Regions from separate parts of the Mus musculus genome. Here region 2 is linked to region 1. Evidence: chromatin contacts called from public HiChIP or PLAC-seq data. All regions are on one chromosome and are shown on one strand. Each heading gives the region's core, a stretch centred on a gene start, on an enhancer-like site or on the middle of the called end of the contact. The rest is flanking DNA. Distances are from core to core; before and after follow the strand shown.

What was found. HiChIP or PLAC-seq counts read pairs in DNA pulled down with a chosen protein or histone mark.
Region 2: a contact with region 1 is called in an H3K27ac HiChIP or PLAC-seq map of heart atrium, with 5 read pairs. The contact joins the enhancer-like site here to the promoter of Mecom in region 1. A contact is called at or near these places in 3 of 484 Hi-C or Micro-C datasets (embryonic fibroblasts, myocytes and nephron progenitors), 6 of 115 datasets of contacts at active chromatin or transcription factors (embryonic hindbrain, embryonic midbrain, embryonic stem cells and 2 more) and 2 of 9 other capture datasets (adipose tissue and pancreatic islet).

The regions. Positions count from the first base shown.
Region 1 is chr3:30,507,944-30,511,467 of GRCm38.p6, forward strand. It overlaps Mecom (MDS1 and EVI1 complex locus), which reads right to left and starts at 1,816. Exons shown (of 16, transcript NM_001370769.2): 1 at 1,487-1,816. The coding sequence starts at 1,523.
Region 2 is chr3:30,390,868-30,394,391 of GRCm38.p6, forward strand. The region is part of intron 1 of Mecom (MDS1 and EVI1 complex locus); the gene reads right to left. Among named protein-coding and RNA genes, the nearest start is that of Mecom, 120 kb to the right of the region's middle. Within about 2 kb of position 1,509, at least 7 of the 459 cell types and tissues checked have an H3K27ac peak or open chromatin away from gene starts, as enhancers often do. A contact at or near this core is called in heart atrium, where this site is marked.

The sequences.
Region 1 (3,524 bases), core at 566-3,065:
ATGGAGCGCCTCCAGCCCTAAATTCCAATGTGCAAGGGATGGGGGGGTACGCTTGGGGACTTCACTGGGGCAAACATACTATCCACATCCTATCTTTAGTCTCTCTGGTCCGAAACAAAACAATTAAGAGAGTTCGAGATTCCTCAAGTCCAAGTGTGAGAGGCATGGGCGGCCTGGCCGGTCCTTTCCCGAAGCAGCTCTGATGTCCGAGGGAGTAAGAAGGCGGCAGGCTGCTCGTTGGGCCCCCTTCAACGCTGGGCAGAAGCATTTGAACAAACCCACCTCAGACTCCTACTAGTCCCTGCTAAGCAACCCTTCCCACCCTACCCTGTCCTGGAGTGTCACCCAAGCCTTCCCTGAAAGCGTGGGGGATGGTAGTCTAGTCCCCCATAGCCCCAAACCCCACTACCCTAGTCCCGCGTGACCGAGGCTGCTCCGCTCCGGGCAGACAGAGGGCGCCGGGGAGGACGAGTGACCCGGGACCCCGGCTGCACCCAGAAAGAGAACGGCAGGCTGAGCTGCTCCCCCTTGGTGGCCCCGAGTTCCGGCAGCCCGCCCCCTGGGGGTCACTCGGCGCCCTGCCAGCCCGGGCTTCTCGGGTCGGAGCGCGCCCTCCTGGCCTTACGGAGCAGCGTTCTCGGCTGGCCGCGCGCCCTCCACGCCCGGGCCTGAGAACGCCGGCGCGGCCTCCGCTCTCCCCACCTGCCGAGTGACTCTGCGGAGCCGAGAGCTCGGCGCTGCCGGGGTTCCCCCCACCCATCCCCAGGACCGTGTCCCCCCCGGCCCCCCTGCCTCCCCTTCCCCAGGGCTCCCGCCGCGTCGCACACGCCGCCGCGTACAAGGACCGAGCGCACAGCGCCCACTACCGCAGCCGCGGCTAGGCGCAGCGCCGATCGCCCGCGCAACTTGCAAGCGGCCGCCTCGCAACTTTTCCCAACTCCATCGCGGCCGGCTGCGGCCACAGCCACCGCGGCTCCCTCGGAGCCCGCCACCCGTCCCAAACCCCAGAAACAAACAGAGCTTCAGAAAGGCGCCCTTCCCCTGCCCGCCCCCCCCCCACCCGCTTCCCCCCTCCTCCCGCTCCGGGAACTAGCTGGTTGGCCAGAGGCGACTCTCCCCCGCCTGGGGGGGGAAGGGAGGGGAGGGGGACACACTCTCCTCTCCCCCCACCCCTTCGCGCTCACTCGCGCGCGCCCTCCTCCCTCCCTCCCAGCTTTTTGCTGCCCCCACCCCCACCCCGGAGTTGCCACAGCTGGTCCTGGTGCGGGGCTCAGGGCTACCGCGCTTCCACTGCGCCCAGAGCAGGAGCCAGGGCGCGGAGGCAGGAATCGGCAGGTTGCTCCGGCTGCCGGCTGCGCTGTGCCTGCCTTCCACCCCAGGCCCCCCGCGCCAAAGCAGCCCGCGCTCTCTCCCCGTGCGCTAGACACAGATACGCAAGATGGCAGAGAAGGGGGGGAAGCCAATAGAAAAGGGATATTGCACCTACTTGTGGCCAGTTTCCTTGCCCTGCCTTTGGATCTCATGCTGTGCCCAGTCCTGCAGCCGCTGCTGGGTGGTTAGGTTTTTTTTTTCTTGGATCTTTTCCTTCTTTTGCTCTCTCTCTCCCCCTCCCTTCTCTCTCTCTCTCTCTCTCTCTCTCTCTCTCTCTCTCTCTCTCTCTCCTCTGTCTCACACACGCACACACACGCACACACTCGGTCTTTCACTCTCTCTCCCTCCCTCTCTCTCTTTCTCTCAATCCACACTCGCTATCTCTAGCATTGTCAGTTTGGACACCTTCGCACATGCGCGTTAGACGCCCCTCCAACATCTCAGCGCCGCCAAAAAAAGTTTGGAGCGATTTATCACTTTGATTTGGAGATCTTGTCAGATGGCAATCGCCGAGGAGGCGGAGAAAGGGAGCTACGGGGAGGGCGGCAGGGGGCGGGGAGCGAGCGCGGGGAGCTGGAGGGGAGCAGACACTTCGCCCAAACGGGAAAAAAAATAAAAAGAAAGAAAGAAAAAGAAAAGAAATGAAAAGTCTTGGACAGAGAATTGATTCGTGGGGCAGAGGACTATGTCTGTGTGGGAGTCAATAAGCCTGCATTATAATTATTATTAATGTTTTCTCCACCATAAATTACATTGTCTGTAGGGGAACCGAGCGGAGGAGGGAAAAAAAACTTTAGGATAAATCTTTCCGTCTACACAAGAACTAGGCTGAGGACTGGACCGTGAACGTGTTATCAGAAGGCGAGAAGCATCTTGAACTTCAGAGCTCTGCCCTTGCTGCCGCTCTCTCCTTCTGAAGTTCCTGGGGCTTCCGCTTTGGATGAATAACCGGTTCTCGATTTTAGCTGTAATACCAACGGTAGCTGCCATCCTAGGAACATTTCAGTAGTCTGTTTCCATCAAGTAGCAACAATCGCCCTTGATGCCCAGGTCCCGCCGGGCTGAACATTTGACATCCAAGACCTCCTGCCTTGCCTAAGGTCGGCCGGCACCTTCCGGCCTCCTGCTGCTACCCAGCCCGCCTGCCATTTCCACTCACTCACTGAAACCTACAACCTCTGGGGTCACCAGAAGGAGGAAGGGGGGAAATTCCATACGCATACCTAGAAAATACAAAACGTACATTGTTGAAATGTGCCTAATTACAGAATTTACTAATGAAGTGTGCAGGCAGAAATGAAGGCGCAAGGGGTTAGGTGTGTTCAAGGTATGAATCACTCCCAACTCAGTATGGATTTTTCTTAGTACAACCTTCTTGCATTAAACAGTTGTGTTCAATACCTTCCACGTGCTATTTATGTCTCCATTAATATCTGCTGCAAATCCTGCCAGACACCATAAAAGAAAATTGCCATCTTTTCCGTGCGGTGCTGCTACCATCCTAAAACTCAAGTCGGAAGAAGCAGGAAAGTCCTGGTCTCTCCTCTGAGAGAGCAAGGACGAGCAGGGTTGTTGGGAACTCAGTTGCACCTGTTGGTATTCATTTAGTTTGAGCTCAGACTGCGGTTGTGAGAGAGCGAATATCTAGGTTCAATTCCCAGGGGCTTCGGTGGCCAAGCTTACAGGACCTACCTCATCTAAGAATACCCACCACCTTTCCCTCCCCAGAGCTGTGTAATTCCAGGAGCATTCAGACATAAGATACAGGTCCCTAGAGAACCAAGCTACAGCTCCCAAGGGAGACAGATGTGTAACCTTGAAATATGAGGGAGAGACAGGGGAAGTAAAGGAGGAAATGGCAGAGAACCGGAGTGAAAACAGCTTCCAGAGGAGAAAATGCTGGAGCCCACACACACATGAATCCCAGGGAATCCTGCCATCTCCATCTCCCCTCCCCCACAGAGGCACCTGGGATTTTACAAGACCTACTAGAGCTCTAGTGGCCTACTGCATGCAGGTGTATGTGTGTGTGTGTGTTGGTACTTTTAATATGTGCAAAGCTACTACTGCTTGTATGGATACAGGTCTACTACTCTAAAAATCTTCCCCAAAATCTACTAGCTACTCTGTTTAGGAGCGACCTCCTTCTGACC
Region 2 (3,524 bases), core at 259-2,758, 120 kb before region 1:
GCAGGCATTTGTAGTACACTCTCTCTTCTCCATAGTCAAGAGTCTATGAACACAGCTGTTCTCTCAATGGTGCTAACTCTTATTCCTGTCTCCATCACTACACAGCAAGTTCTTCAAGATCATGACACTACCTACCCCGAGAACATCCTCAGTCAAATGTGACCAATCCTATGAACTGGAAAATAAATTTAAAGAGTTTCTATGACCTGTTAAAGGGACAGTCTGAAAACTGCACTGGGCATTAAAGTAAACCAGGGCTTTTGTTTAATGCTGGCTGGCCTGTGGAGGAACTAAACATCTGCATTTCAAACACATTCACTGGGGATACTGTTACAGCCAGCCTAGGGACCAGCACTCTTAGAAGAGATAAGCTCTGAAACTCAACTCAGAGAATGTTAGTTGAGAACTATTATGTGTAGATTAGAGGGGGGAGGAATTAAATAAATAAAACAGATCTGCTTTGGATCTTGTCTCGCACATATGTCTGACATCTTGACAGCACCCAGCTTCCTAAAGTGCCAGAGAAAAACAACCATTGCTGTAACCTTTCTCCAGCTGGAGACCCACTACCAGCTCTCCAGGTCCTCTGGGAAGCCCTCCTGAAATTGATCCCCAAGCACCTGCTTGCAGAAGCTCAGTGTCTCCCTCTGTCTCCCAGCTGCCCGTGGCTCACATGTGTTCCTCCATCACCAATAACATGGGAATAAGACCCCATCCAGCCTGCCAAGCGTCAGTGTCGCAGGACAACCCAGTGTCTCCTTCATCCTCCCTGTTCAACGACAGCATCCCCAGCTGTCAGAAGCCATCAGTGGCCTTGGTCACAGGTAGACCACTTAGCTGGGCCGGCATGTGTCTGTGGGGTTAGCTTCCACCCTCTGTGTTCTGACAGCAGCCTGCAAGGGCTCACAGAGCTGACTGAAGAGCAATTCCAGTTTTAATGAAAAAAATACTCCTACCCTTAGGATTCTGAGCTGCTACCAGGGATTTGCAAGTTGTTCTAAGGCTGTTTTTAAGACAAGCCCGTGGTATTTACATAGATATATGGGCCTCTTTAAAGTACTGTGGGGTTCTTATGAAAGGTATGTATAAAAGTTCTTGTTTTACTAGAAGGATTATATAAAAGATGTTAAAACATATTTCGACCAAGAAGTGGTATAGATGGTCACCAAATATAATGTATCCATTGTAAAGAAATCCCCACAAGAGACCTCTGAAATCCTAACGTGATTGAGTTATGCTGGACCCAAAACCCATTGAAAGTTTTCCAAACGGTAAAATATTAAATACACTCTTTTTTAAAATATTTACCAGTTAAGCACTCAAGTCCTGTAACTGGCTGACCTTTCACAGTAGTTTTTCTTCTACTTTTCCAAAAGCAGCCAAACAGGGATTTTTTTTTTCCTTTGACTGCTTTGTTTTGCCTTTTGTCGACAGGGTGGGGACTGGGGGGGACTGGATTTATTTTAAGCATAGGACTGCCCCCTCCGCCTATGCAATAACATCATAATGGCAGAATAATCACTGTAAACAATGCCCTAGGGATTGAGTTGGCTACAGTGTGGGCTCAGGGAGCCAGCTCCCCTGCTTTTCTTAACTACATCACTGCATTCCTGTCTGTGTGAGGATAAGAAGAGACTGCTTTCAGAGCAGGTTGATGGAAAGCGCTAATTGTTGACACATTAGCTAATTGTTATGATTAGCCCCTGGGGTTCCTTTCCTTTTCTTTCCGTTTTTCCCCCCTAGAAGTCAAGATCTTGGGTGTGAAGTATGAAGATGCATCAAGACAACAATGCTATACAATATTCAAACAACCGAGAGGCTGATCTTTGAGGGGACTCAATCCCTAGACTGTCATGCCTTAGGAACAGGCGACCCTCACAGGGGGGAAATATGCATCCCAACTGCCACATCCACCCAATACTTCAGACAGAAGTGGTCCCGGGTTATCACTAATAATCTGTTTTTACAAACCCACTGTGTCCTTGGAAAATTGAAGCAACTCCAAAGCAAACATACCATGTACAAACCATCACAGTCTACTAACAATGGAAGCAGCTTAGCGTCTGGGATAATGTGAATCTGTGAAGTTCCCCATATGGATGGTTCTGTTTTCTAGGATTTCATGGGTTATTTAAAATTGGGGTCATTCTCCACCATGGCTCAAGGCCAGAAAACAACTTGGGCAGAGGAAATAGTTCAGTGGATGCACTACTTGCTGCACAATTTGAGAACTAAAGCTCATATTTCTAGAACCCACGTAAAATGGGACAGGAAGCCTACAATCCCAGTACCTGAGCAGCAAAGACAGGAGATCCCAAGACAAGCTGAATGGACATACCAGAGAGTGCTAGGCTCAAACAGAAAGAAACCTTGTCTCAGTAATCAAGTAGGAAGACCCTGACATCAACCTCTGTTCTCCATTCTCATTCTCTCTCTCTCTCTCTCTCTCTCTCTCTCTCTCTCTCTCTCTCTCTCTCACACACACACACACACACACACACACACACGTGCAAACTCATGTGCATGTACACATGAAAATTAAAACAGAGAGAAAGCAACTACTGATGAAATAATTCTAAAATTGGCATGTGGCAAGGAAATCAAATAAGGATAGAAAGGAGCAAGCAATCTAATTAAAAGCTCAATTCTTACAATCTTACAATCAAACTAAAAGTTTCAATTCTTGGCCTCAGCCACTGAATGAATCATCAAGCTGTGCTTTGCCTGGTTTACTTGTAAATAATGCAAGCCAATGTTTACTGTTTGTTGTAGGAATATTCTAATTATATATAAAATATATAACTATATATGACAACTGAATTTTAAAGTAATTCCAGGCAAATATGAAAATTAAAGCAACATTCAACTATGGTACAGTGTTTGCGTCTAGCTTAACACAGAGACACGATCTTCTTAAACAAGTCTTGCACTCAATGTGATTGCATCTTACATTCATCCATTAACAAGGAACTCTTCATTCTTTCTACATGTGCCTACAATCCCAGCATTGGGACCACAGAGCAGGAGGATCCAAGGGGCTTGCTGGCCAACTGGCAAGGTAGAGAGCAATAAAGAAGAAACCCAACATTGACCTGTGGTACACGCACACACACACAAACACACATAGAGAGAGAGAGAGAGAGAGACATACGCATGAACACATATGTGTACACACATGCAAGGCAGTGCCCAAGATTTCTTGCATCCATGTAAGTCAGTGCTGAGTACGGTTGGTGCAACAGAAACAAAGCACTGTCACTTCTTCACAATTTAAATTCTGGAAATTAAAGGGTCTTTTAATTTATTTCTAACTTTTTAATCTCTTGTTATTAGCAGGCAGGATACATGTGCCATCATATGTATTTGAAGGTCAGAGGACAACTTTGTGTAGTCAGTTCCCTCCTTCCTCTTCCGGGTGACTTCCAGGAATTGAACTCAGTACCCAGTACAAGCAACTGCCATACCCATTGACCCATCCTATCTAGTCAGTCCGACAGGCTCTTCTAAAGGCTTCATTATCCCCT